Linked DNA regions of Mus musculus: all the other regions are linked to region 2. Evidence: chromatin contacts called from public HiChIP or PLAC-seq data. All regions are on one chromosome and are shown on one strand. Each heading gives the region's core, a stretch centred on a gene start, on an enhancer-like site or on the middle of the called end of the contact. The rest is flanking DNA. Distances are from core to core; before and after follow the strand shown. Region 1 holds the start of C030018K13Rik (RIKEN cDNA C030018K13 gene). Region 2 overlaps Klf3 (Kruppel-like factor 3 (basic)). Region 3 has its middle 13 kb from the start of Gm43837. Region 4 has its middle 20 kb from the start of Gm31363.

Region 1 (6,474 bases), core at 2,179-4,678, 340 kb before region 2:
AACCCCAAAAATAAAATTAAAAAAAAAAGGGCTGCCTACTGAAATATCCTTCGCAGAGTGGCTGTGATCCGAGTCAAGGAGATATTTTAAAAATGTAAATACAGCGGGTCATCGAATTCTCTCATCACAACTGAGCTGTGGGAAGAAAATGTTGCTTCTGTTTTCCTCAAAACAGCTCTGAGCTCCACATAAGCATCTGTCCCAGAGGCAGGAAAATGTAGATTTGCCAAGAAATAATATTCTGATTTCTTCTAGACAGTGTCTTCCCATTTAAGCATTTAGTCTTTTTAATTGCGTGCCATACCTAGATTGCTATTTAAAAAAAAAAAAAAAAAAGACAACTCTTGAGGTAATTCAGCCTCTGGGATATACATTACCTTTCAGAGTGGACCCCTTCCCTGCTTCCCCTGGATGAGGTCTCCATACTGTTGGGGTAGTGTGAAGTCTGTGCCCTGGTGTGTCTGGACAGCCCAGCCGTCAGGTCCGGGAGATTTCTGAGTAGAGATGGCTCTGTCTGGTTTCTCAGAGCCATGATGTGCTGACTTACGGCCAAAGTCCCTCCTCTTAGGAAGCATGAGGGTTCCTTGGTTAGGAGAAGCAGGAACCTTAGCCATGGGGTCACCTTGTATGTCCTTCCACCATTCATACACCACTGTCCCTGAACCATGGTAAACGTGTCCCCAGTCTGGAAGGCTACAACCTCCTTGTGTTGGTCCTGGGGAAGTCACCCACTCTTTTTTCTCTACGTCCTTTGGCTCCCATAAGCCAGCCTGAATCTTTCTAAAACACCCCATCCTCACCCCAAGTCCTCTCCTGATCTCCTTCCTCTACTGCTGCCTTAAGTTTTGCTTCTCATTTTGTTGTTATTGTCTGGCTTGAGACAGAGTCTTATTATTCTGTCGGGCAAGCCTGGAGCTTATGTAGACTAAATTCACAGAGATCCACTTGCCTCTGCCTCCTGAGTAAGGTATACATAGTCCTGTGTGTGTGTTTTGTACATATGTCCACTTTGCCAGAGATTGGCACATAAATAAATTCTATTTAACATTGCAAATTTTTTGAATTAACTAAGAAACACAAAATGAGTTCTTGGTATAGCCAATAATGTTCCATATAATTAAAAGAATTACCTTGCCTTATAACTCGGTCTACAATCCCACATTTTCCTGAAGGTTCACTGGCTGTTAAAAGTATAATGTAGATCCTTCCAGATGCATAAAAGCACACTGTAGTTTTTGCTTTTATTGGGAACAACTTGAAAGTAATAGTTGTTTTTTTTTTCTTAAAGTGGCATTCTGTATATCAGTCCCTCCCCATCAGGGTGGACAGGGCAGGTCTACCTTGCTCTTACTACTGCTGTGTCACGATCTGTGGTAAGGACAGACATTGTTTGCTAGATGATATTCATAATATAACACTTAGTGTTATGTGACTAAGTGTTATATTCATAATATAACACTTAGATTATGTGACAACCCTACCTTTGTCACAGTGTCTCAGAAAGCATCCTTGTTCAAGGACCACAGACACACAAGTGTCACAAGAACCCAATGTGGGAAGTGGTGGCACTTGATCCTTGGCTTTTGACTAATATAAATACAAACCCCAATGCTGTCAGGAGCCCCAGTCCCAGAGGTTAAGCCTCTGTCTCACTTTGGTCCTTACCTTGTTAAGGCCCCAGTGAAATGGTGGTTCCAATGAAGTGGCAGCTTTAGCTTCTGTTTTCCTCTAGTGAAAACTCCCACAGCACTGGCGGAGAAAGGAAAGGCCAGTGTTCCCATCCGTGTGCTCATGCGCAGACCGGCTCTTAGGTCCTCTGGTGATCCCCGCTCAAGGAATAGTGCCCTGGACAGTGTCTGAGTCTTCCCATGGCAATTCACCTTCACAATCCCTCACAGATGTGCCCAGAGGCTGACCTAATCTAGATAATCCTCACAGGCACGCTCAGGGGCTTATTTTCTAAGTGACTCTGAATCCTGTCAAGTTGACAGTCAATGTTAGCCATCATGTCACATCAGAATAAAGTGGTAACTCACAGTGCTTCACCCTTTAAAGAGAAAGGGAACAGTGGGCTCTCCTGATGGTCAGGCATAGCAGCTATCATGGAGAGGATGGTGGGAAGCACTTCCACTCACAGTGGAGAGCCTTGATGGGCTTCAGTGGAGGCCTGGCTTGCTGTTCTTGGTATAGTCTAGCGCAGGTAATCAGCTGTGCAGCCACAGATTTGTGGCTCATCAGTGTGAAGATTTGTGCCCATCTTTCTGCTCCCATTGCTAACCATATTACCTCATCCAAACTACCCTTCTGGATCAATGACTAGACCGTTCCACTGACTCATGTGCTGGTCCTTGGGCTAGGAGATCAAGGCCACATAATATAAAGCTTAAAATATCAAGAATGTCAAAAGCGGTGCCAAGGTGGACTTTCAGAGGCATCCCAGAAGACAGCAGAATAATGAGCAGTCTCTTTGCAGGCTGGTCATGTGTCTCTGCAGAGAGCATCCTGCTAAACCCTCATCAGGAAACTCCTGTTAGGATTTCTGCAGGAGCGACATGGAGAAACACCTGATAATGGTCTCTGTGCTGGCTAGTTTTTTAGGCCAACTCCAACACAAGGTAGAGTTATTTTGAAAGAGGGAGCCTCAACTGAGAAAGTGCTCCCACCAGATTGGCCTGTGGAGAAGCCTGTGGGGGATTGCCAGGTGGGAGAGCCCAGTTCACTGTGGGTAGTGCCAGACACGGGCTGGTGGTCCTGGGTGCTCTAAGAAAGCAGGCTTAGCAAGCCATAGGGAGCGAGCCAGAAAGCAACATTTCTCCATGGCTTCTGCTCCAGTTCCTGCCTCCAGGTTCCTGACCTGTGCTCTTGCCCCGACTTCCCTCCATGATGGATTTATAAGCTATAAAATGAAATAATCCCCCTTTCCAGGGGATGCTTTCACGGTGCTTTATCACAGTAATAGAAAAGTAACTAAGACAGTTTCTTTCCCAGAATAAACAAAGTACACTTCCGGCTGTCAATTTCGTCTCTTTTTTTTTTTTTTTTTTTTTTGACACCCTGTAACTCAATGACAGCTCTTGAGGATCGATATGGTCCAGTGACAGTGAATTGATTGTTCCAGCAGAGATTTTTAATGAGATTGTTCACACCATTCAGGAGCCGCCATCTCCAGCCGATCCCAGTGACAATGGTAGGGACCCTGTGAATAGAGAAAGCGAAGCAACCTTCCTGCTCATTTCTTTTTGAAAGCACCAAGCCCTAGCAGCCAGGCCTTCTTGTTAATTAGTTGTTAATTATTGGGACAGCTCGTGAAATGGGTTTTAAAGAGCTGGCCTGGTGGCAAAGAAAAGAACCTATCACAAGAGACTGAATTGAAGTGCAAGAAAGGGAGAGAAAAGCTTTTACGTAGTTGACTGGCACCAAGGAAATTCTAGCAACATATCTTTGGGGTGCAAGACGGGAGGTCTTGTAGAAATGCATACAGGATACTGGAACACACGAATTAACAGAAATTCACCATCCTCCTCCTCTATTTTTTTCTAGACTAGAAGACACATGGAACAGAGCAGAGGTGACCTACGTAAGGTCACACTTCTGGCTGGTGTCCTAAGATTCAACCGAATGCAGAGAACTCACTACCATCAGGTCCCGTGAAGGTGAGTGTTGGCCATTTGGCTTGAGTTGTCTATGAATACAGGCTTCTGGCCCACTTATTTTTATTCACCCTCAAGGAGGGCTATGACAGAAATAGGTCAAAGCCACACATTGCCAGATTTAGAAATCTCATGCACCACTATGGCCAAATTCAATGATTACTGATATGTTAAAATTAATGCCTTTAAACTCCTGATAGTGTGTGAATAATTGTGCCATTTGTTCCCCACTCTTGTGGAAAGTTAACTCATTACATGTGTACATTTAGAATGTTAGTTTCTATAACTATCTTGGCATTTAAGTGCATTTTTAATGTTTCTACATTTATTTATTTATTTATTTATTTATTTATTTATTTATTTATTTGTGTGATTGGTGTGTGTGTGTGTGTGTGTGTGTGAGCATACTTTTGGACATGTGCATCACAGTATACATGTGACCATCAGAGGACAACTCATGTGAATCATTTCTCCTGTTTCTACTATACGTGGGGCCTGGGAAATGAATTCAGGTTATCAGAGTTGGTGGTTAGCACCTTTACCTGCAGAGCCAATCTATCTCGTCAGCTTGAAATAGATTTTAGGAAATAAACATGTTTTTCTGAAGGTTCAAAATATACAAAACAAGTGGCTGAGCTTTTTTTGACACCTCTGAGCCGCCTGGTTGGGAGACTATCACATTAATAAGTGATAAAAGCTCACTGAGAATCAAGGCATGGTTTTCTTTAGGCAGAGTACTCTGGGTTTCAGAGTTGTAGAGTTGGCATGATGGACCCATCCATCAAGGGCAAGCAGAGGCTAACTACACACAAGCTACTCTCGGAAATAAACGCTTAGACAATGCCGTTACTGTTTTTATTCTCTGTATTACCCATGCCTATCTCTTCGGGTAGCTCCGTTATAGAACTTCAAACATAGCTCATCCAATCATCTTTTAACTTAAAAAATAAATAAATAAAAACTTGGGGTAAAGATCTCAAGTGCATCTTTATTCTCTGCTGAAAAGCTGCTAAATACAGGAAATAAAATACGAAGTCACCGTAACCGGAAGCTCTGCACTGAACACGAGCGGTGAAAGGGGAGATGGGTGGGTGTTATTCTTTAGGGATGCTCTCTGTCCCGCTCCAGTAGCTCTTTGAATGGTGCTGGGCGTGTCTACCTGAGCACTGTAAGGCAAGGATTTCTTGTCTTATTTCTCTTCCAAGACGTGCTGAATGCCCTCCACGGCTCTCCAACTTGAGATGCGTGAGGATCATCTTATGAACGGACATAGAATGTACAAGCCCCTCAGCCGACTCGGAGTTTCTGACTCACTGAGAGCCCTGGACTGGGCAAGTCTGACAAGCGCTTGACTTTTGTTGCAGGCCTGGGTCCCATGTTCTCATCTCTCTAAGCAGTTGCTTTCATCCCTCCCTTTGGATGGTTTAATTATGAGATGTAGTAATGCAGGTCCCTTTTCAACCCTCCTACCTTTCAGGGTCTGCCCCCTTATCTCTGACAGAGAAGATAGAAGGTAGCTAGGAGAAAACTAAAACTAAACAAAACAACCCCCCCACCCCCACTTCCCGTTCAGCTCTGCCCAGCAGAGGGACCTCTCTCCTAGGCACTCTTACAGCACCCATTATTATTCGTTCGTTAGGAGAAAGCATAGGCCAATTGGGGCCAATCCTGTGACTTGGACTTACAATCAAATGGGTAGATAACTATTTCCAGTTGGAAGCAATGCATAATTACGATGCACAACAACTGACATTTGGCTTGGGCCACCGTTACATCTATAGAATCTCATGGAAAGTTTCCAAACATTCTCTGCCATGCTGCCAGGCAGCAGGATCTGGGTAGCCCACCCGGATGAACACACGGGCGGCTTGCAGCCTGCGGTGGTTCTAGTCGATTGGGCAGCTGTTTTCATGAGTTGAGCATCATTTATGGGGCAGAGTCTCAGGCAGACCCATTGGTAACTATTTGTACTATTTGTGTAATTTTTCTTCTGCAGGATAAAATCACTGTGAACCTCTCAACTTGAAGTGTTCTTAAAAACACCAAATGTCATGAACCAAAAGTGGCGTTTTGCGCGTGACTCGAGTCATCCTGCGCCTCACATTCTAAGTGAAAGACCGAGCTAGGTGAATGTTTGTCCTACCACATTCACTCCAGGCATTAACGCATGACAGGAGCGACCTCTCTGTGCTATTGTGTCTACTATTACAGGCATTACCTTCCAAAGCATGCGGAGCCTGGGGAATTTAATACCCCGAGTTCTGCAGCCAAAAGATGCCTTGAGCTGTCTTGGCTGTATCCTTAGCTTGGCTTCCTCCAGATGGTACTGTGCTGATTCATTTCCTGGTGTGCACTTTGAGCTGATTATTTTATTCTTTCAAAGAATGTAATAAATTGCAGTTTGCTTGGGGTCGGGTGACAATCGGGAAAGAATACTTTAGTTTATAATAAGAAGCATGTGATTTAGGTTCATGGAATGGGCTAAGGAAGTATTTATAAATAATTACATGTCTGAGTATGTGTTGTATACATATACATATATATATCATGGAATTCTTAAATATAAACATTTGTTCACATGGTAATGCAAAACTTACCACAACCTTCCTAATGCTGGCAATACAGTTCCTCATGTATGTTGTGGTGACCCACAACCATAAAATTATTTTTGTTGCTACTTCATAACTATAATTTTGCTACTGTTATGGGTCATAATGTAAATACCTGTACTTTCTGATATTCCTAAGCAACCCCTGAGAAACAATCCTTCACTCCCCAAAGGGGTCATGACTCACAGGTCGAGAACTGCCGATTTAGGAACCAG
Region 2 (6,644 bases), core at 3,132-5,631:
ATGGCTTGAGGAGAAGCCAGCCAGAGAGGGGACTTGGCAGGGAGACCAGATTGTATTTCACTTGGAAGAGTGTGTGGCTGGGTGGGAATTACATCTATGCCTCTTTCTAAACCTTAGCGCTCAGTCAGCCCCTCTTGTGAGCCAGGCCATAGCGCTACTCACACACACACCAGGGGACTAAGACTCGGTCCAGGTGTTTCTGTAGGTCCTAGGACCACGGAGATGAGACACAGGTGGCAAGGAGGTGCCCAACTTTTTAGAGCAGGAGCGGCATGGACATGAGGATGTGGTCTGGTGTAGTCAGTAGACACTGACTAACAACGCAGCGCTCCCAGCCCGCCCAGATCTTTTCTTCCATGGGGTCGGAAAATATTCACAAGAGGGAAAAAATCTTGGCCTGGATGTGTATCTGAAGGTTGGGAATGACACGCTTGCAAAATTAGATCATCCTTATGCACTGGCTGTGGAAGTTCCTGCCAGAAAGACTTATACAAGACTCAGACAGGGTCACTCCAAGGTGCTTGGAACCCAGTTCCCATGGAGATTCCTAAGCCGATGATGTGTTTACTATCATCTGCAACAAAACGTCAATGACAGCATCTTTAAGGAAATAATAGTTACATTCTAGCACAGTAGCTAGATAATGCCGTTATCATGTGCCTGAGTGTAATAATCAAACAATTAAAATTATATATATTTTTTGTTTTTTTAATAGAATTTTCTTCTTAGGCAGTGATTCTCAACCTCTGGGTCTCAACCCCCTTTGTGGGGTTAAGTATCAGATATCCTGTATATCAGATATCTACATTATAATTACATACATTACATAAGAGTGAAAAATTAACGTTAGGAAGTAGCAACAAAATGATTTTATGGTTGGGGGTCGCCACAGCATGAAGAACTGTATTAAAGAGTTGCGTGCGTGCGGCGGGAGGAAGGTTGCTGGGCACTCCTTCAGCCCTCTTTCTCAGCTGTTACCTGATCATCTTCTGGGAATAGAAAAATTAAAAGATCTGGATTTTTTTAAATGCCGTGTGGCCACCAATGATACATTTGACTGATGTACACCCAGTGTTCTTAGTCAGGCACGAAAGTACGGCTCGTGAATCCAGTTGCAGTAAACCGGGGCAGGAGACTGAGGCAGAGACCTTAGAGGGGCTCTGCTCACTGGCTTGCTCAAGAGCTAAGCCCAGAACCACTGGCCCTCGGGCGATTCCTCTCATAGCAATCTTTAGTCAAGAAAATGCCCCCAGACACTAGCCTACAGGCTGGTCTAAGAGACTCGACTGTTGCTCAGTAGAATCCCTCTTCCCAGTGCCCTAGTCATGTGTCAAGTTGACCAATAAAACCAAACAAAAACAGCACACACATAAAGTTGAAATATGTAAGAGTATTTTTGTAATAAATTCTCCTTTGTGTGCTGGTGGTCACATGACACAGCATTTCACTCTAGTTCCAGAAGTTAGCTTTAGTCCTCACTGTGAAGGAAGTAAAAAGACCTCCTCTGTTTGTGCTGTCAGCTCTTCAAATGTCGTTTCCCTCACCCTGATAGAAAGGACTGGAGGAGTCAGAACGCACGTGCTAACAGCAGCATAGGACATTTGTAAGTTTGTTTTTTGTTTCATTGGAGAGAGAGCCTTGCTGTGTATCCCATACTGCCCTTAACTCACGGCAGTCCTCCTGCTTCAGCCTTCTGTGTGCCAGGATTGCGTGCATGCGTGTATATGCGGCAACACATGCGGCGCCTGAGGAGGCCAGGCAAGGGCATTGGATCCCCTCGGACTGGAGCCCCAGACAGTGGCTAGCTGCCGCGTGGGGGCTGGGAACCAAACCTGGGTCCTCTGCAAGACCAACCAGTGCTCTTAACACTCAGTCATCTCTCCAGCCTCAAGAATGGTTGTTTTGTTTTGATTTTTTTTTAATCCCAACACACACACACACACTCACACACACACACACACACACACACAGCAAGGCCGTTGTGTGTGTCCACGTGCCTGTTGTCGGTCCTTTATCTTTAAAATAAAATTAAAAAATCCTACCCAAAGCAATCGCATTATTTGGTATTTTTTGTCATGGTTTAAAAAAACCATTTACTTTTACTGAAATATAAACAGTGTTAAAGTCTGTGCACATGATTGAAAGATCTTAGGACAAAGATTGAAAACTAGGGAGGGTTCCTTCTGATACGGGCAATCAGAAAGAAAACAAATTGAAGGAAAAAAACAAAAAATACTTTTTAATCTTTCTCTAAATTCCCTTTTTTCTCTTCTTTTTCTTCTGGTGAACCTTGTCAGCCAGCAGACTCCTTGTCCTTTGAGAAGTACTTAAAATCAGTCATTTCCCTGCTCTGTCCCAACAGAACCCTTGGTGGTTTTCCTGGGCCAGGTGGACAGAAAGCCTTCTGTTTGCCTCAGAGCATTTGCGGAGCCCAGAGCGAGTGTTTATGAACGTGCCACGCCTTCCGCCTTCCTGTGCACACAGCCCCACCTGTGGTCTGAGAGCGCTTAAGTGGCCTGTCACAGATGCACCTTGTTTTCCTGTTCATCAGCAGAGACTTCCTGTTCCTGTCAGTTGTCCCACCCACTTACTGTCTTGTGAAGAGAACTCATCAAAACTGTACCTAATAAAATATGAAACTGTTAAGTCTCAACTTTATAAATACTGAGACCTTTGGAGGAGTGTCCGAGCTCCCCTCCCCCGCCCAATCCCCATGTCTTCAGGAATCAAAAGTATTGGCATTATCCCAGTGGAATTTTCATCACAGGTCACAACTGATGTGCGTCACATTTTACACCGTGCCTGCCAGACGGGTGCCAGACCTCTGTAGGCTTCGTGCTCCACCCAAATACTTAAACCTGGTTTAGAGAAGATTCTCAGACTTGCGGGTGAGCCAAGGAAGGGCTATATTTCGTTGCCCTTTTGTGAGGCAGTTGAACTGGAAAGAGTTAATTATGGACCTGGGGCTGGGTGCCTGTCCCAGAGTACGCCCTACACCTAGCCTGGGTCTTTGATGGAGACTTGAAGGCAGTCTAGAGGAGAGGGGCATCCATTTGCACTAAGTGTATATAGAAGATGCACAGTGTAGGTTAAACAGTGTAGGAGAACCCTGAGGATATTACCAAATTGGCACGTGTCTGAATTCCCACGTCTCTGAGGTCCGTGCCACGGAGAGAAAAACCCAGCGGCGGCAGCAGTGGCAGGGTGTCCTCACTCTGCTTGCTGTTCAGCTGCCAGGATCTGTGGGCCTTAAAATCTAGGTCAGTGGGAAGTCTTGGAGGAACAGGGCTGAGATGAGGAAGGTGCCGCATCGCGTGCTGCTGCCCTCTGTCCCATCTGTTTCATGGAGTCTTGCCTCCCACCAGAGCTGTGCCCTTTGGAGAAATAAAACACAGAAAGCTTCTCCCTGGAGTTAATTATCGAGATCCTCTTTGTACAGTGTCTGTGAGCCTTGCTCTCTTAATAACCCCTATTTTAATTAAATTTAAATCGGCTTAATGCTGATGTTGCTGTATAAACTGGATCTTCTGCCTTGTTATATATATACTTGGGTGGATGTGGCTAGTTCAAAAGAAAGGTAGAGCTGCGTGGTGCTGGTACAGATCACCACTTGGAGGCAGAGGCAGGAGGATTGCTACAAGTTCAAATACAGCCTGTGCTATAGAGTTAGATCCTGTCTCTAATTAATTAAGAAGAGAGAAGAGATGAGGTCTTGGGATGGTCATTATTCACCCTTCCACCCCTGCTGAGAGCTGATGCCAGAATCCTTGTGTCTTGTACTTTCTGGTTTTAGTGCTTTGCATATTTCTGCACCGTATTGGGAGTCTTTTTTTTTTTTTTTTTTTTTTTTTTAGCATTCAGCTCATCTTTTTACTCTTTATCTCTGTCACTTAAGACTTGGCTAGAAAGGTGACAGTCTTTGCCATCTTAGGCTGCTGCTCCCCTAGACACTCAGTCAGTATACCCAACAGTGTGCCTAGCCATCCTTGGCTGCACTGTGATCTGAGAGTTTGGAGTCTTACAGCCTTGGAGTGCGTCTCCTGCATAAAGGGCTGGAAGGCTCTCCTGGGACAACCCAGTGTGTCATGAGTGAAGTTGAGAGGATTACATAGGTTATCTTGTATTACCACCATAGCACCCCGGAAAAGGGCTCCTCAGTGCCCCACAACAAGGATCTCCCCATCGCTGCAAGTCTCATGGTCCGGTCTCCTATTCCTGGGTGCTTTGCTGGTACAAGGTCCAGAGAGTCACTTCTACAAGGAAAAACAGTTGTAGTTCATAGCTGTCCAGAGACTGAGCCCGTCTGACCCAGAGAAGAAAGAGTGTGAGCCCAAGAGTAATCCCAGTCAAAGCCAGAGAAGCTCAGGAGGAGGAGTGTGCTGGGTGTGGTGGGCCACACCTTAATCCCAGTGCTGAGAAGGGAGGGGAGTTCCTGGTCAGCCAGAGCTACACAGTGAGACTCTGTCTCAAAAACCAACCCAGCTCAGGTTTTATAGTTTGGCCTGCTTGGTGGCCTTCAGTGCTGGCTCCTCCTGAAGGCCTCAAGTCCTTCATGATGCAGGCAGCTTTAGGAGCCTGCCAGCCATCAGCCTTCTCACTGAATATAAAAATCATGAATTTAATCTTCAGGTTTTTTTGGGGGCCCAGCAAACCTTACTTTCTAGCAATTGCTAAACCCATCTCTCCCATAGCTTTTTGGGGATCACACACCTCCGGATCTAAAGTATGTCTCCTTAAACGTCTCTATTTCTTTTTATTGTTTCTCATAGTCCTTCCCGTCGAATTACATAGAATCGATGAAGCCCAACAAATATGGGGTCATTTACTCCACACCGTTGCCTGATAAGTTCTTCCAGACCCCAGAAGGCCTCACTCACGGGATACAGGTGGAGCCGGTGGACCTCACGGTGAACAAGCGGGGCTCCCCGCCTGCTGCGGGCGGTTCTCCTTCCTCTCTGAAGTTCCCGTCCCACCGGAGAGCGTCACCTGGCCTCAGCATGCCCTCCTCCAGTCCGCCCATTAAGAAGTACTCGCCCCCTTCTCCTGGCGTGCAGCCCTTTGGAGTACCCCTGTCTATGCCGCCTGTGATGGCAGCCGCGCTGTCCAGACACGGAATCCGGAGCCCAGGCATCCTCCCCGTCATTCAGCCCGTCGTGGTCCAGCCCGTTCCTTTTATGTATACCAGCCACCTGCAGCAGCCTCTCATGGTTTCCTTGTCGGAAGAGATGGACAATTCAAACAGCGGCATGCCAGGTAAATTCTGCCATGCCCCTACACCCGGCACCTGCTTAGTAGTCTGGTGAGGACACCGGGCAGAGCTATTATATCCTCAAAAGGATATCCTGGGGCAAATTGTTCTGTTTTTGTTTTGAAGTGATGAAATTGGGAGAGCATCCAACAATTAGTTACTTTCACAGTGTATTTTATACTTTGATTTACTGAGTACCAATACAGTCCTGGGCACAAAAGAGATTTAAGTACTTTCTGATCACGCTGCTAATGGCTCTTAAAAGCTACCTGTTTGTCAACCTTAGGGAGGGGACTATGGGGTTAGCCAGGTTTTGTGGTGGAGAGTCATCTTGAGCTGCAGGGTCCTCTGCCTGCTTCAAAAGAAGCGAGGATCTCTCACAGATTAAGTCCTGCTGGTAACCTTGCCAGAGATGAAGAAATACACATATAAAAATCTAGTCCCCAAAAGCCGTGAGGTGAGCTTTCGCAAGCTGAAACTGATACATTGTGTGTAGAATGATTTTTCTATTTTTTTTATTTTTTAGTACCTGTAATTGAATCATATGAGAAGCCCTTATTACAGAAAAAAATTAAAATAGAGCCTGGAATTGAACCACAGAGGACTGACTATTACCCTGAAGAAATGTCACCCCCTTTAATGAACCCAGTGTCCCCCCCGCAAGCCTTGTTGCAAGAGTAAGTATACTTAGGCAGACCTGGTGTTTTAGTAGTGCCATGCACCTGGGGTCCCGGAATAAAACATGGAATTGCAAACATGTGATGTGCTGTGGATGGCCGCAGACAGCCTCTTTGGTGTGGTATCACTTGTCCTCAGTTAACCGTGGCCAAGACAGTCTCCAAGAACAACATGGACCAGACCTGCAACCGTTGTGTCAACCTCACTAAATGGGTCCCCCAAGGTGACCACATGAATCTTCTGGTTTTTTATTTATTTTTTCTTTTCTTTTGCCATCCACGTGGGATTGATAGTGTTTTCATGAAGATTGGATTTGATGTTCATATCTGCTTGAACAACCAAAAGTTGTCCCATGTCAAACAGCAGCCGCCCCAACGCCCCTCACCCACCGCTGTCACTGTAGTGCAGTAGAGCGTGTTTATGGTGTTTATGGTTTGACATCTTCAGGCCAGCGGCAGCGTTGGCCACAGAAGCTTCTCCTGCAGCTCAGAGGAGCTCAGTGCAGAAAGAAATCTTGGCATTGCGTCTTTAATCATGGCTGCCCTTGGAGCCTCTCCTCACTTGCAGGGCTGTAAGCCAGGAGGAAGGATGCTCTGCCTTGGCCAGCATCTGAGCCTCTGCTTGGACAGGGTGGTACCTCACATGGTTAAGTCACAGTTCATGGTTTGACCCCTGAAGAGAGCAGCGTCTGGGAAGACGGCTTTGACCCGGGCGCTGT
Region 3 (6,092 bases), core at 1,866-4,365, 460 kb before region 2:
TGCAGCACAAGGTACCACCTTGGCTATCTCTAGAACACAGCCTCGGTGCTCTCAGAAAACACTTCCCAGAAGATGTCACCTCAATGATGCTGGTCTCTTCTTAATCACCACTAATTTCTTAGCTCCAGCTAACCAGCATCAATAGTCCCAGTAATCCAAAGGTTTTGCTTTAGTAGTTCTGGTATCTTGTTAATCTCAGCTGATTCTTCAGCCCCAGCTAACCAGAACCACAGAATCTTCACAATCAAAATAGCAATGGCCCTGAAAAGAGTCTTTAATCTTCCCTCTGAAATTTCACAAGCCAGGTCTCCATCTTCTGCACTGTTCTCAACACTATCTTCCAAGCTCCTACATAACATCCCACAGAGCTCTTAACACCAAATGGATCTTCTGGCCCAAAGTTCCAAAGTCCTTCCACAGTCCTCCCCAAAACATGGTCAGGTTGTCACAGGAATACCCCACTCCTGGTACCAATTAGCCAGTACACCTTTCTAGCACCCTGAGGCTGCATTGCAAAGCTGCTCACCTGCCATCAGCTGGTGGCCCAAGCATCTCTCTGTCCACCATTTTTATTTCTGGATCCAGTCCATCCATCCCCTTGAAGAGCTTCCTGCTGGCTGTGACAGCTAGAGAAGAGGTAAAAGAAAAACCAAAAGAAACAAAACACCCAACAACAGCAACAACAAAATGCTTACCCTCTCCTAGACGACCATGGACTCTTGCTTGACCCAATCCCTGCTTACTCTCCCCTTGTCTTGACCGCTGTTTCTAAAGGATACACGTACTCTCCTTATATCTAGACTGACTAGAGAGGAAGAAAACTCCAGCTACAAGCAGAGCAGCCATCAACCCCGTGACCTGCAGCTCAGTGGATGAGGGAGGATACTTTCCCTATGTTAGTCACAATTCCCATAATGCAAGCCCACCCCAGACCAAGTGGTACCAGCCGGAAGTCCTGGGAGAAGTAGCAGGTGTTTTAAGCCTGGGTCACACATGACCTAGCTCCACCTTCAAGTAACAACCTTTCCCTCCAGTTTCTTTAGACAGGCCTGGAGGGTAGTTAAACACAGCTCCTGCCATCTTCCCAACAGAGCAGGGAGCCCCCAGATGAAGACTCCCAAGCAAGACAAGGAAAGCCATACACATGTTCTAGAATGTCACTGATATATTCTGTAGCCCCGGGCCCAGGCAGCCTCAGAGCCCTGGGTGTGTTAACCAGAGCAGACAGCCACACTTCTATATAAGGTGCTCATCAGAGCTTTCATGCCTCAGGTAAGAAGAGAGTGCACAGTGTCCTGGTAATAATGCTTATATCAATTACATTCTGAAACAGCATTATTGATAGAGTGGGTTAAATAGAGTCTTAACCTTAATTTCACCTTTAAATGTTTGACTTTTATTTATGTGGCTACTAAAAAAAATCTTTGAAGGAGCATGTGTGTGTGTCACAGCTCCATAGTGTTGTGGCCTTGTTCTAGGAGCACTGAAAAGGAAATCCTCATCACTGTGGTCTGAAGGTGTATTAACCCTCCATCGCCGTGACAAAACTATTCGAGAAGAGGAACAGATTCTTTGGGATCATGGTTTCCTGAGGTTCATTGTGTGACCACCTATCCTGCCTGCTTTTCGGCCTGTGTCTGAGGTCACACATCATGGCAGAAGTGTGGGATGGAGTAAAGCTGTACACCTCCCAGCACCCAGGAAGCCAAAGAGGACCTCATATTTTGTTGTATAAAGCCCATCTTCCCAAACTCATTCAGCCATGAGCCCATAAATAGATGAATTCACCCATGACACCTGTGATCCACTCTGTGCCTACCATGATGTCTCCCACTCAGGACACTGGTTTCAAGGGTACAGGGCCTTCAATCAACTCACAAACCCTAGGGAGACATAGAAGATGTACCTTAACAGGCGGTCAGGAAAACTGGACAGTACAGGTCAGGGCTGTGCTCTCATGATGGGGCTAGAGCTTGGGGGAGCAGTGATCCTAACTCAAGACCAGAACAGCTGGGCTGGGAAGTCAGATGTGAACGGGATTGTATCAGGTGCCTATTTCTGATGATTTGCTAGCTCAAACCAGCCTTTGTTCATCGGCAGGAAGGAGACAGCCAACATTCAATCTGTCTTTAAGATGCTTCAGCCCAGCAGGGACACGGGGACTCAACCCACCAGAGACCAGCACACAGTGGCCAACACAGAGGCATTTTTGAGTCCAGACATCAAATCCTATAGTAACAGCTGTGGCCTCTGCTGCAAAACTATCCTGAGCACTTAGGGCATGTTTAACGTTCTCAAAAATCCCATCTGGCTGGTTTGATTACAGCCCGTGTCTCATAAATAAGGATGTAAACCCTCCAAGGGTTTACTGACAAGCACATCTCACAGACAAGAAATCAGGATTTGTCCCCAGCTCCCTGGAAGCACTCTGGACTACCATGGACCATATTGCTCCAGGTTCTGTTTGGCTGAGGGGAGGAGCAGTCCAGCTGTTTCACCTGCCAAATCCACATCTGGCTGCTGTTCCTTCTAACTGGGCTCAAGCTGCCCAGGGAACAAATACTGTCGGAATCACCTAGCTCCTCTGGATCCAGCAGGTACAGCCCGCATCACCCTACTCCCAATCGGTACCTGCAGCTGAGAAACCTGACTCTGCGAAAGGCTCAATCCCTCTACCATTCTTTGCAACCCCCACAGTCCCTAGGGGCCCCTCCAGATCTGTGTCTACTCCAGGAGAGGGCTGGGCTTTGGATCTATGCTTTTTGTCACGATCTCTGTTCCCCTTGGCAGGTTCCATCTGGCTTTTAGATATTATAAATAGCCGCAACTAGGGTGTGACTTGGGTGGAGCCCCGGAGCCTGCTGCTCCACCCTGGAGGGGGGAAAAGGCTTATTTAATTCATTTCTGCACTTGGCAGCCTCTAACTATTTAGAAAGCCAATTAGGCAGCAGCTGTTGGTTGGGAGTTTTTTTTTTTTTTTTTTCCTCCCCCTAGCCTAAGATGGCCTGTCTGATTTTTTTTCCATGCCTGAGATTTAAGCTTTTGCAGGAGGTTGGGTGGGGTGGGTGGGGCAGACCCACAGCAACTCTGAATACAAGCTGTCTATGCTTGGCTGACTCTTGGCAAGCTCCTGAACTGGTGGTGGTGGTAGCTGTGGTGGGGTGGTGGCAATTGAGAACCAGCTCTCTGCTGCTTCCGGGATGCAGGAGTTTGGAATAAAAAAAAGAAAGAAAGAAAGGAAGAAAGAAAGAGAGAGAGAGAGAGAGAAAGAGAGAGAGAGAAAGAAGGAAAAGAAAAGAAAAAGATGCTTCCCAGAGAGAGAGGAGCCCTGTTACTGGTGTCTGAGGAAGTCTTAAACTAATGCCTTCACCAGTGTCCTGGAAAGTTCTGGAATGCTTGGCTTCAAGCAGACCTTGTGTCACTGACAACTCATTTGATGTTGATCATGTGTGTGATGTGGTTGGTATCCATTGGAACCCACTGTGGTGTCATAACCCTGGTGGGAATGAGAGTGCCTGCCAAAGTTGTGGGGAGGGTGGGCCAGCAGTTGCACCTGGCACATAGTAGGATTCACTGATGACCATTTTTCCTGGCTTCCTATTAGGGCAATGAGTCGCACAGAGCCAGAGAGCAGGCAAGGGTTTGCGACTTACAGGACGAGCAGAAGAGATTGGAGGCCTCCCAGTTACCAGTGCTTGTTGATATTTGAAGTGATTATTTTTAAATGAAAGCACCACGTGACGCAATTATCTGTTGTTGCATAACGTTAAAACCTTACAAGGCAAGTGAGACCCACAGCAATAAAAAATGCAAAGAAAGTAGATCTCTCAGCAGACAAAAGAAAAAAGGATCGTCTATTACAGAAGCCGCAGCCATTGTTAAAGCTTTGCTGTGAGATCACCGGTCCTTTCTCTGGTCCTATATTAACGCTCACGTGCACCTGTGTATTGGAAGGTACCAGGGCAAGGCTGGCTGAGGCTCTGAAGCTGAAAGTAGCAAGGAAATAATCTATAATCCTCACCCTAAGGTACTATGAATCTGCTTGGAGCTTCTGTGAAGAGTAGGAGTGGAGTAGGGATGTGGGGAGCACTGGCATCTGGTGAGTCTCTGTGGTGAGTCAGTACAGAGTGAGAGCCCTGCTCCTAGTGAAAAGGACTGAATGTAAACATGTGTGCTCAGGTCTGTCCTGTGCCATAATGCCACAGTTCTACTGGATGAGGGCTCCATCACTTGATCTCATTTAACCTTAGCTTCCAAATGTCCCACCCTCCAAAGGCTGTCGTATTAGGTTTCTGCTCTCGTAACACCACACAACGGGAATTAAGTTTTGGCATGACTTTCAGGGAGAACACTCAAGCCACAGCACTCCTGTTCTGGTGTATCCTGAATACAAGGCCAGGATCATCCTGCTTGAGGTAACTCTACATCCGCACGATCCTGGGTGGGGTGAGAGCAGTGACTGTCAGTCAGCTTCCTGATGTGCACTCCAGAACTCTGAAGAATAATTGTAAAGGAAGGGCAGGCTGCCCAACAGCGACCGAATGGATGACTGAGGAGTGGACGACTGGGGAAGGCCCTGGAGGGCTTGAGAGAACATGGAGCTCTATGGCTTACAGACACAAGTTGGTGGATGCAGTTGTGAGTTAAGCTTGCCTTCCGAGTGACACTGACCTTGGTCATGCAAGTTGCTGGGGCTCTAAAAGAAGAAAAGATTTTAGGAAAAAGAAAAAAAAACTTTTAAGAAATGCAACATTCAGCTGAAACTTGGAAGAGGAGTCTAAACATTACTTTGGCTCGTAGCTTAGTGCACGAAAGTAGAGTGAGAGACCAGTTCGCAGAAAAGGGTTAGTTTTGAAACTCTACTGTGTGTAAAAAAGACAGCCAGAAAGCAGCTCAAGTCAACCTCATGTGTAACCGCAGCATCAGAAAAACATGAGGCAGGGGCAGTTGGCAGGAGGCATGTCTATCTGTCTTCCATCAGTCTGTCTATCTATCTATCTATCTATCTATCTATCTATCTATCTATCTATCATCACTTAACTATTACAAATTTACCCCCATGAAAGCAATAGGGGCAGAAACCTGAGTTTTGTGGGTCTCTGTTATGGTAATCTTCATTCTCACCTTGGCCGGATTCAGAATTACATAGGAGCCACTCTGTGACTGTGTTCCCCAAAGGGCTAACTGAGAAGAAAATAGCCCTAAATGTGGGAAGCACCATCTCTTAGGGTCCTGGACTGAAAAGGCAAAGTGGGGGTGAGGTGGGGTGGGGTGGGGGAGGCTGAGCACCAGCTTCCATCTCTCTGCTTCTTGACCACGGTCTCCTGCCTTGCCTTTCCTGCCACAACAGATCGCATGCTTCCCTACCAATGAACTTTTCTTCTTAGGTTTCTTTTGTTAGGGAGTCTATCAGAGCAATGAGAAACATAACAGTCTCCTGATGTCATTTTAAGTGTTATCTACAACAGGGAGAACTCTGCTGTCCCCCTCAATGACTAAGTCAGGCTTACAACTTCTGGGTTGGGTTGAGGCAATTAAAAAAAAAAAAGCCTTTGAATTGGAAAAAAAAAGCCTTCTTTCAGATTTTAGCTTTTCAAGTCTAAAGTAATAGTTAAACACCGAACCGGAGTTAACCTTAAATCTTCTCTTTTCTCTCTTGGCATTGACTCCCTCCTCCTGGAAGTCTGCCCTGGGAAGCTTGCTCCTCCTCCTCCCCTCTCTCAGCTCACCTCCTCCCCTTGCTGGGCGCCATTCCCCTGCATGCCTGGAACGCAGCCCAGCGAGGAGAGCGGTGACAGAACAAGAGTCTTCTCTCACGTGTCAGGGTGGCCCAAGCCTTTTGGGCTGGGCAGCTGGCCTCCCTGGAGAGACCTGGCAGCCCATGAAAGCTGACCCTGTCAGAGGCCTCCAGCCGGGCAGCTTTCTCTGTCTATCCCCTGACTTGGGCTGAAGAGTCTCTGTGCCTCAGGGTGGCCTTATGTGACTCCTTCCCCAGCTGCAGGGATTCTTATGGGCTAAAAACCAGCCTCTTTCCATTGAGGTCTTCTGTTCAGGCCCACAGGTCCCAAGGCCATGGTGGCCTTACCAGTGAC
Region 4 (5,840 bases), core at 1,295-3,794, 390 kb before region 2:
AGATGCTTCATGGATGAAGTGCATGGCCAGAGCAGGGGGTCAGCTGTCTGTGTGACTCTCCCCAAACATTAACCAAGGCTCAAATGGTGAAAGAGGCAGTGAGCAAAGTTAGACCTCAGTAAATACTTGCCCTCTAGGGTTTGAGGTCTCCATAGGATGATCTTCAACCAGCATGTCAGAAAAAAACCACAAAACACAAAAAGCAAACAAACAAACAAACAAACAAAACAAAACAACAAACGCACAAGAGCCCTCTCAGAATACAACAGCTGAATGTTAGGTCTAGACCTGGGAGATCTGCCCACTTCTGCTGGGGTGTCAATGCTTTCCATGAAGAGCCGAGGTTAGCCTTACAGCCATGTCCCTTGAGTTTGGTTATTTCAATATATACTTTCCAGAGCAGGGCCACCCCCACCCCACCCTTGACCAGCACTTCAAATGATTTTGGACCCATACTTGCTAATGAAATAACCACAAGAAACAGTTCCTGGAGGGAAAAGAAAGATAAATATTCCAGGCTTGTCTCTAGATCAATGTTGTATAAAAATATTAATCCAAAAATGTCTAATTCACCAAAACTCACAAACACCAATTTCTTTCCTATGTATTTGATAAATTCAATATCCCACCACTTATCTCAGGTTCTTAGCCATGAGATCCATGAGCGCATAATTGACCTGGCTTGGAGCTTTCCTGCCTGATGGGTGGGAGAAGAAGGAGGGAACCAGGTGGGCCTGGATCCTGATTATAATAAGGCGTATAGCTCTTCCCTGTCTAATTACTTCAGCACTTACTTAAGCTCTCATCATATGTTAATGAACATCACGCTTGTCTAAGAAAACAACCTTTAATTAAATGGGGCTGATTTCTTTCGAGTCTGAATACAAGCAGAGGTTAAAAAAAAAAGAAAAGGAAAAGAAGGAATAGTTATCAACCTGATGCTCAACAAGTCCTTCAGCCTTTTGGAACCTTGCACTTCAGCTGAGTTTGTCTTAATAAGTGTGGATGGGCAATGCTTCAGTTGGTACAAAAGAGGAGTGCTTTGAGACAGTGCTTTGGGGTCGGAGGCCTTTCTCTTCTACTCTGGAGTCTGTGGGAACCACCTGGGGTCCCTGAAAGTTTTGCTCTAGACCTGGTTGCAGATGTGACCTCTGCATTGCTCTGGGCAGGAACCTCCATGAAAGGGTCAAACCTTGCTGGATGCTCCTGACCTGTTTCTTCTTATGGTGGAGCACTGGGTGCGGCTGCGAAGGAAAACAATTTCATCTTGATGAACCAGAATGGCCAGTTGGTGTGAGCAGGGTGGGTCCCTGCTTGCTGTTCCCAGAGCCCCAAGGCAAGAGCCTGGAGTCACATTTTATCTCCGGCTTCTGACCTGGGGTCAGGGTGCCAATAAACCAGGTTGTTTTGGCCACACCCTGTGATGTATTTGTCTGATGGGAATGTGGTTCTGAAACCAGTAGATGGTGGCCTTTGTTCAGTGGTGGCTGGAGGCTGCTTTTCTTTCTTAGAGTTGAAAGAGTTGCAGGCTGCATTCCCCCAGAGAATTAGAAAAAGAAATGTTCTGAAACAAATGATGCTCCCATGGAACACTTATTCTTTAATTCCCACCAGCCTCCACCCAGTGCTCTGTGAGTTTTGGTCCAGAAATGGCTCCTGTCTGTCCCCACCATCTCTATCAGTGCTAGGATCTGCATGGATGCTTAGAAGTGTGCTAGGCCTGCCTGCTGGTCTCCGGGTCCCCATGTCTGTCCAGTACCCTGCCTTGTCTCCTGTCCTGGTTTTCAGGAACGCTTTCCCCTGGCCTAGCATGTGTGACCCTGGAGAAGGGATTGCAAAGCCAGTCTGGATAATTCTGAGTAACTCAGTAAATGAGCTTCATTTCAGATGGAGGTGGGAGACAGCAAACATGAATCCTGCTGCAGCCCAGCCTGGTGTGGGTCCACCAGACAGGTGCCAATCAAAAGAAGGATCTTTCCAAGTCGAACCTGTTTTGGAAAATAGGTCTATTCACAGCATACAAGACAGATGCTCCAAGAAACGCTTTACTTTAATCAGGTAGTCACCTGCTCTGTTTCTCACTGTTAGTCTAATGGAAGACTGCACCTTTCTGAGTTTCAAGTCCTGCTTCTAAAAAAACTGGGCTGGCCAAAATTATTGGAAGAGCGAGGCACGGTGCTATGTGAGTGCTATGTGAGGGGACTGAGAGAATGCAGTGCAATGCGTAGGAAGGCTGCAGCCACTCTTGGATCTCTGTGGTGCCATTCAGACAGGGGTGCTGGGCCCAGACACAGAAAGGACACAGTACCCTTAGAGCCCAGTGAGAAGTCAGATAAGATCTGGCCGTTCAACTTGGGTTTGGGACGCAGAAGGCTGGAGGCACCAGACAGTGCTGCAGGAGCTCAGCCGAGGGCAGCCGGAACCTGGTTTGACTTGAATTTCTTCCTTCTGTTTTGTTATTGCTGATAGCTTTGTGTTTGCTGGCCACTGTTGGAATCATGGGTGTAACTGGGTGGGGCAGGTGAGGCCAGAGGCCAGGTGCAGCCTGGCAAAGAAGTAGAGGGAGGTGTAGGGTGTGGTGTGCAGGGCCCTGACTTCTCTAAGCAGCTATAGGGAGCTCCTTCCCGGAGGCAAGACGCCTTGTCAGGCACTGAAGCAAGGCTGGGGTGCTTGCTGCCTCTGTGACTTTCCTCCTCCTCCTGCAGCCAGGTCTAGGGAGGAACAAGTTGTCTTCAGCATGGGATAACAGCAGTTGTGGGGTTGCTGAGTACCTCTTTCTTTCCCCGTGTCCTCAGGCTGTTTCGAGCGCTCTTGCTGGCTTGCCACCTGGCTGCCATCTTGTTATCATGAACGTTTCCCACTGGTGGCTTTTACTTTGGGGTGATTCTGTAGATGAAGTACTTGTAGGACTGAAGTCTCAGAGACTTGGGATTTGGAGCCAAGCGAAGGAATGGCAGATATGGATGGCATAGGGAGAGGTCATGAACACGGGTGGGACAGGGTCCATGAACACAGCGGGTGGGGGGTGGAGTTTGCACGCATGAATGCAGGTTTGTGAACATGGATAGAATAACAGTTTGTGAATATGAACGGGATAAAGTTTGCAGTCACGGATGAGACAGAATTCATGGATGTAGAAGAGAAGGATCTCGTGGACAGAGAGATGGAGGAGTTTGCAGACATGGACCAAGTCCATGAACATGAATGGTAAGTCGTTCAAGGACATGGATATAGAGTTTCACTCATTCTCCAGTTGGATGTAGCAGCCAGCATCAGAACGAATCCACGTGGGGCCCTTACCTATCCTCCTCCTGCTGGTTGCAGGCTTTTCTCTTTCCCTAGCCCACCTCTGGCTACCTCTCTCAGTGCAACCTCTGTTGTCCCCTTAAGCCCCCAGCATCAGTGATGGAACCCAGGACTTTATGCATGCTTGGCAAATGCTCTGCCACAGAGCCACCTCCCAGGACACCTTGATATTTACTTTTTCAGGAGGTGGCAGACTAGTGTGTTAATAGAAGCCTTAGCTCCTTTGGTATCCCTAATGTTTGGTGCATGGGAGGAGCAGGGCAGGGTGCAGTCTATATTTGTTAGACTGAAGAAATAGAAAGATGACAACTGACCTTCCTCAATGTACCAGATGGTACTGGAACAGAATTTGGAGATGAGAGACTACGGGTCATATATAGTCTTCCTGGATTGGTCTTGGATTAGAGACACTGACCTAATTTATACCTTAAGACTGTGTACATGAAGGCTTGTCCTTAGAAGCAGCGTATGTTAACACAATAACAAGGGCTAGCAAGATGGGTCAGCAGGTAATGCAGTATAAGACTGATGACCTGAGTTTGAGCCTTGGAACCCATGTACAAAAAGCCATATGTGGTGGCATGCCTTTGTAATTCCAGTACTCCTACAGTGAGAGAGTGAGCAGAAACAGGAGGATTCCCTGGAAGCCCATGGGCCAGCTAGTTTGGAATGTACAACAAAACAGGACCAAGAGAGACTCTGTCTCTGTAAGGCAGGAGAGAATGGATTCCTGGAAGTTATCCTATGACCCCACCCCCAGGAGCACCACAATACATGTGTGCCTGCCCGCACACACAATGATAAAAATAAATCAATAATGAACAATAGAAAATAGAGTACATGTGGGTAGTATGAGTAACATACTATTCTATAACATATTCTGGTCCTATGTGTGTATGTGTATATGTGTGTGGTGCTAGGGATGAACCCAGGGCTTTGAAAATGCTTGTGAAGCAAGTGTGCTACTCTTGAAGTTATACCCTAGCCGTTTTACAAACTTCTTATTTTGAGACAGGATCTCTCTCTCAGTTGGACAGAGAGAATTGTGAAGTGGAAATTTTTGGTTTGCTTGATAACTCAATTGTGTCACATGATGTTTTTCTGAAAACAGATGCTTGAGAGGGCACACCATGTTTAAAAAAAATTATATAAATGGAACCCCACCAACAGAAAGGACATTCTTGAATTGCTACACCATGCGACACTTTGGTCTTTGCTGGTCTTCACTTCATGGAGAGATGCACACCAAGGAACTTCTTGTGTATTCCAGTTGATTCCAGTTGATTCCGGCTGCTTCTGATGACTTAGACTGATTTGGCAGAGCCTTGTCGTCTCTGCTGGGTCGAGCCATCACTACTGATTCATATTGGTAGTTTACTATTGAACTGGACTGCTGGCATCCTGACAATGAAAAATGGAATCGCCCCAAGAAATTATTTCTAAACAGGTCTAGAACACTCTTTTCCTATTAACTTCTTTTCTCCCTACCTCTGGTTGATGAATTAGAAGAGAGGTTGAAGTATTCAAGAACCCTAAATAAAACAGGTTTTGAAAAAAAAAAAGAAAAAATCTAAGCCTACAGAGATGGCCTGGAACTTGCTGCTTCCTCAGCCTTCAAAATAGCTGAGATTATGATCTTGTGCCATTGGTCCTGACAAATAATACTCTTTATAGAGGGACTGGCACTGGGATCTGAGACTTCTGAAGGTACAGTATGTAACACAAAGATAACTAAGTTTTGTTCAGACAGCTTCCCCCATTCAACTAGCAGTCCAGGAAATATTTGAGAAATTGATGGCATACAGAAACAACAATTCAATTTAAAAAGCTTCTTTGTGTGTGAGACATCATGTATTCTGAAAGAAGAGATTCTCTTTTACGAGCAGGTGTTCTCTCTTAAAGTGTTATAAACATCTCAGCGTAGATTCAGTAGAGAGTTCTGTATGGGAGTGGATTAGTCAGTTTTTGTTGTGATGATGCTATGTAACAAACAATCCCAAAATGATAGTGGACTTCCATGACAAATAGATATTGTTTGTTCAGTGGTGTGGGTTGTGTCCTGCAACTCAAGGCTATTCCTATGCAGTTTCTTATTTTAAGATCCAGGCATAAGGGACACCCCTGTTGGTAAGCAGTGTTCTCATGTTGGAGAGAAAGCCCAGGAAGTTGGCTGATATTTGCAACACCTCTTCAAGGATTCACTTGAAACTAGCATATTGTTACTTCTACCCATGTACAGTGGGCATCTTAATTTCTTGCTGTGATAAGTTACTCTGGCAAGCACCTTAAGGGAAAAGGGGCTTATTCTACTTTCAGCTCCAGGGTCCAGATAGCTAGAGCTTGAAGCAGCTGGTCACATCACATACACGGTCAGGAAGCAGAGTGATGAATGATAGTTTTCAGTTCATTTTCTCCTTTTCATACAGTCCAGGATCCCAGCCTGGGGAATGGTGCCACCCAGATGTGTCTTCCCAGCTTAACTAACCCAAACAAGACAATCCCCCTAGGGTTGCCTAGAGGCTCATTTCTCTGAT

Evidence for each region. HiChIP or PLAC-seq counts read pairs in DNA pulled down with a chosen protein or histone mark.
Region 1: a contact with region 2 is called in an H3K4me3 HiChIP or PLAC-seq map of embryonic stem cells, with 16 read pairs. The contact joins the promoter of C030018K13Rik here to the enhancer-like site in region 2. A contact is called at or near these places in 1 of 39 promoter capture datasets (embryonic stem cells), 2 of 15 datasets of contacts at CTCF or cohesin (the NIH/3T3 cell line and large pre-B cells), 26 of 484 Hi-C or Micro-C datasets (the Ba/F3 cell line, CD4 T cells, CD8 T cells and 17 more), 34 of 115 datasets of contacts at active chromatin or transcription factors (CD4 T cells, CD8 T cells, the SCID.adh cell line and 22 more) and 3 of 9 other capture datasets (adipose tissue, liver and pancreatic islet).
Region 3: an H3K4me3 HiChIP or PLAC-seq map of embryonic stem cells shows a contact between it and region 2, with 19 read pairs. The contact joins two enhancer-like sites. A contact is called at or near these places in 3 of 39 promoter capture datasets (cancer-associated fibroblasts, embryonic stem cells and hippocampal neurons), 1 of 15 datasets of contacts at CTCF or cohesin (the NIH/3T3 cell line), 45 of 484 Hi-C or Micro-C datasets (the C2C12 cell line, CD4 T cells, CD8 T cells and 23 more), 33 of 115 datasets of contacts at active chromatin or transcription factors (CD8 T cells, SST interneurons, astrocytes and 23 more) and 4 of 9 other capture datasets (adipose tissue, embryonic tail, liver and 1 more).
Region 4: an H3K4me3 HiChIP or PLAC-seq map of embryonic stem cells shows a contact between it and region 2, with 42 read pairs. The contact joins two enhancer-like sites. A contact is called at or near these places in 4 of 15 datasets of contacts at CTCF or cohesin (the NIH/3T3 cell line, embryonic stem cells, large pre-B cells and 1 more), 19 of 484 Hi-C or Micro-C datasets (bone marrow-derived macrophages, cerebral cortex, embryonic stem cells and 8 more), 29 of 115 datasets of contacts at active chromatin or transcription factors (acute myeloid leukemia, bone marrow-derived macrophages, cardiomyocytes and 17 more) and 3 of 9 other capture datasets (adipose tissue, embryonic stem cells and liver).

Annotation. Positions count from the first base shown.
Region 1 is chr5:64,473,580-64,480,053 of GRCm38.p6, forward strand. It overlaps C030018K13Rik (RIKEN cDNA C030018K13 gene), which reads left to right and starts at 3,429. Exons shown (of 2, transcript NR_045413.1): 1 at 3,429-3,653.
Region 2 is chr5:64,817,105-64,823,748 of GRCm38.p6, forward strand. Klf3 (Kruppel-like factor 3 (basic)) reads left to right here. Exons shown (of 6, transcript NM_008453.6): 3 at 4,770-5,253; 4 at 5,775-5,925. Gm31684 (a long non-coding RNA gene) reads left to right here. Exons shown (of 2, transcript XR_376977.2): 1 at 1-1,603; 2 at 2,363-2,646. Among named protein-coding and RNA genes, the nearest start is that of Gm31684, 3.6 kb to the left of the region's middle. Within about 2 kb of position 4,382, at least 24 of the 459 cell types and tissues checked have an H3K27ac peak or open chromatin away from gene starts, as enhancers often do. A contact at or near this core is called in embryonic stem cells, where this site is marked.
Region 3 is chr5:64,361,841-64,367,932 of GRCm38.p6, forward strand. No RefSeq gene overlaps it. Among named protein-coding and RNA genes, the nearest start is that of Gm43837, 13 kb to the right of the region's middle. Within about 2 kb of position 3,116, at least 96 of the 459 cell types and tissues checked have an H3K27ac peak or open chromatin away from gene starts, as enhancers often do. A contact at or near this core is called in embryonic stem cells, where this site is marked.
Region 4 is chr5:64,429,332-64,435,171 of GRCm38.p6, forward strand. No RefSeq gene overlaps it. Among named protein-coding and RNA genes, the nearest start is that of Gm31363, 20 kb to the right of the region's middle. Within about 2 kb of position 2,545, at least 43 of the 459 cell types and tissues checked have an H3K27ac peak or open chromatin away from gene starts, as enhancers often do. A contact at or near this core is called in embryonic stem cells, where this site is marked.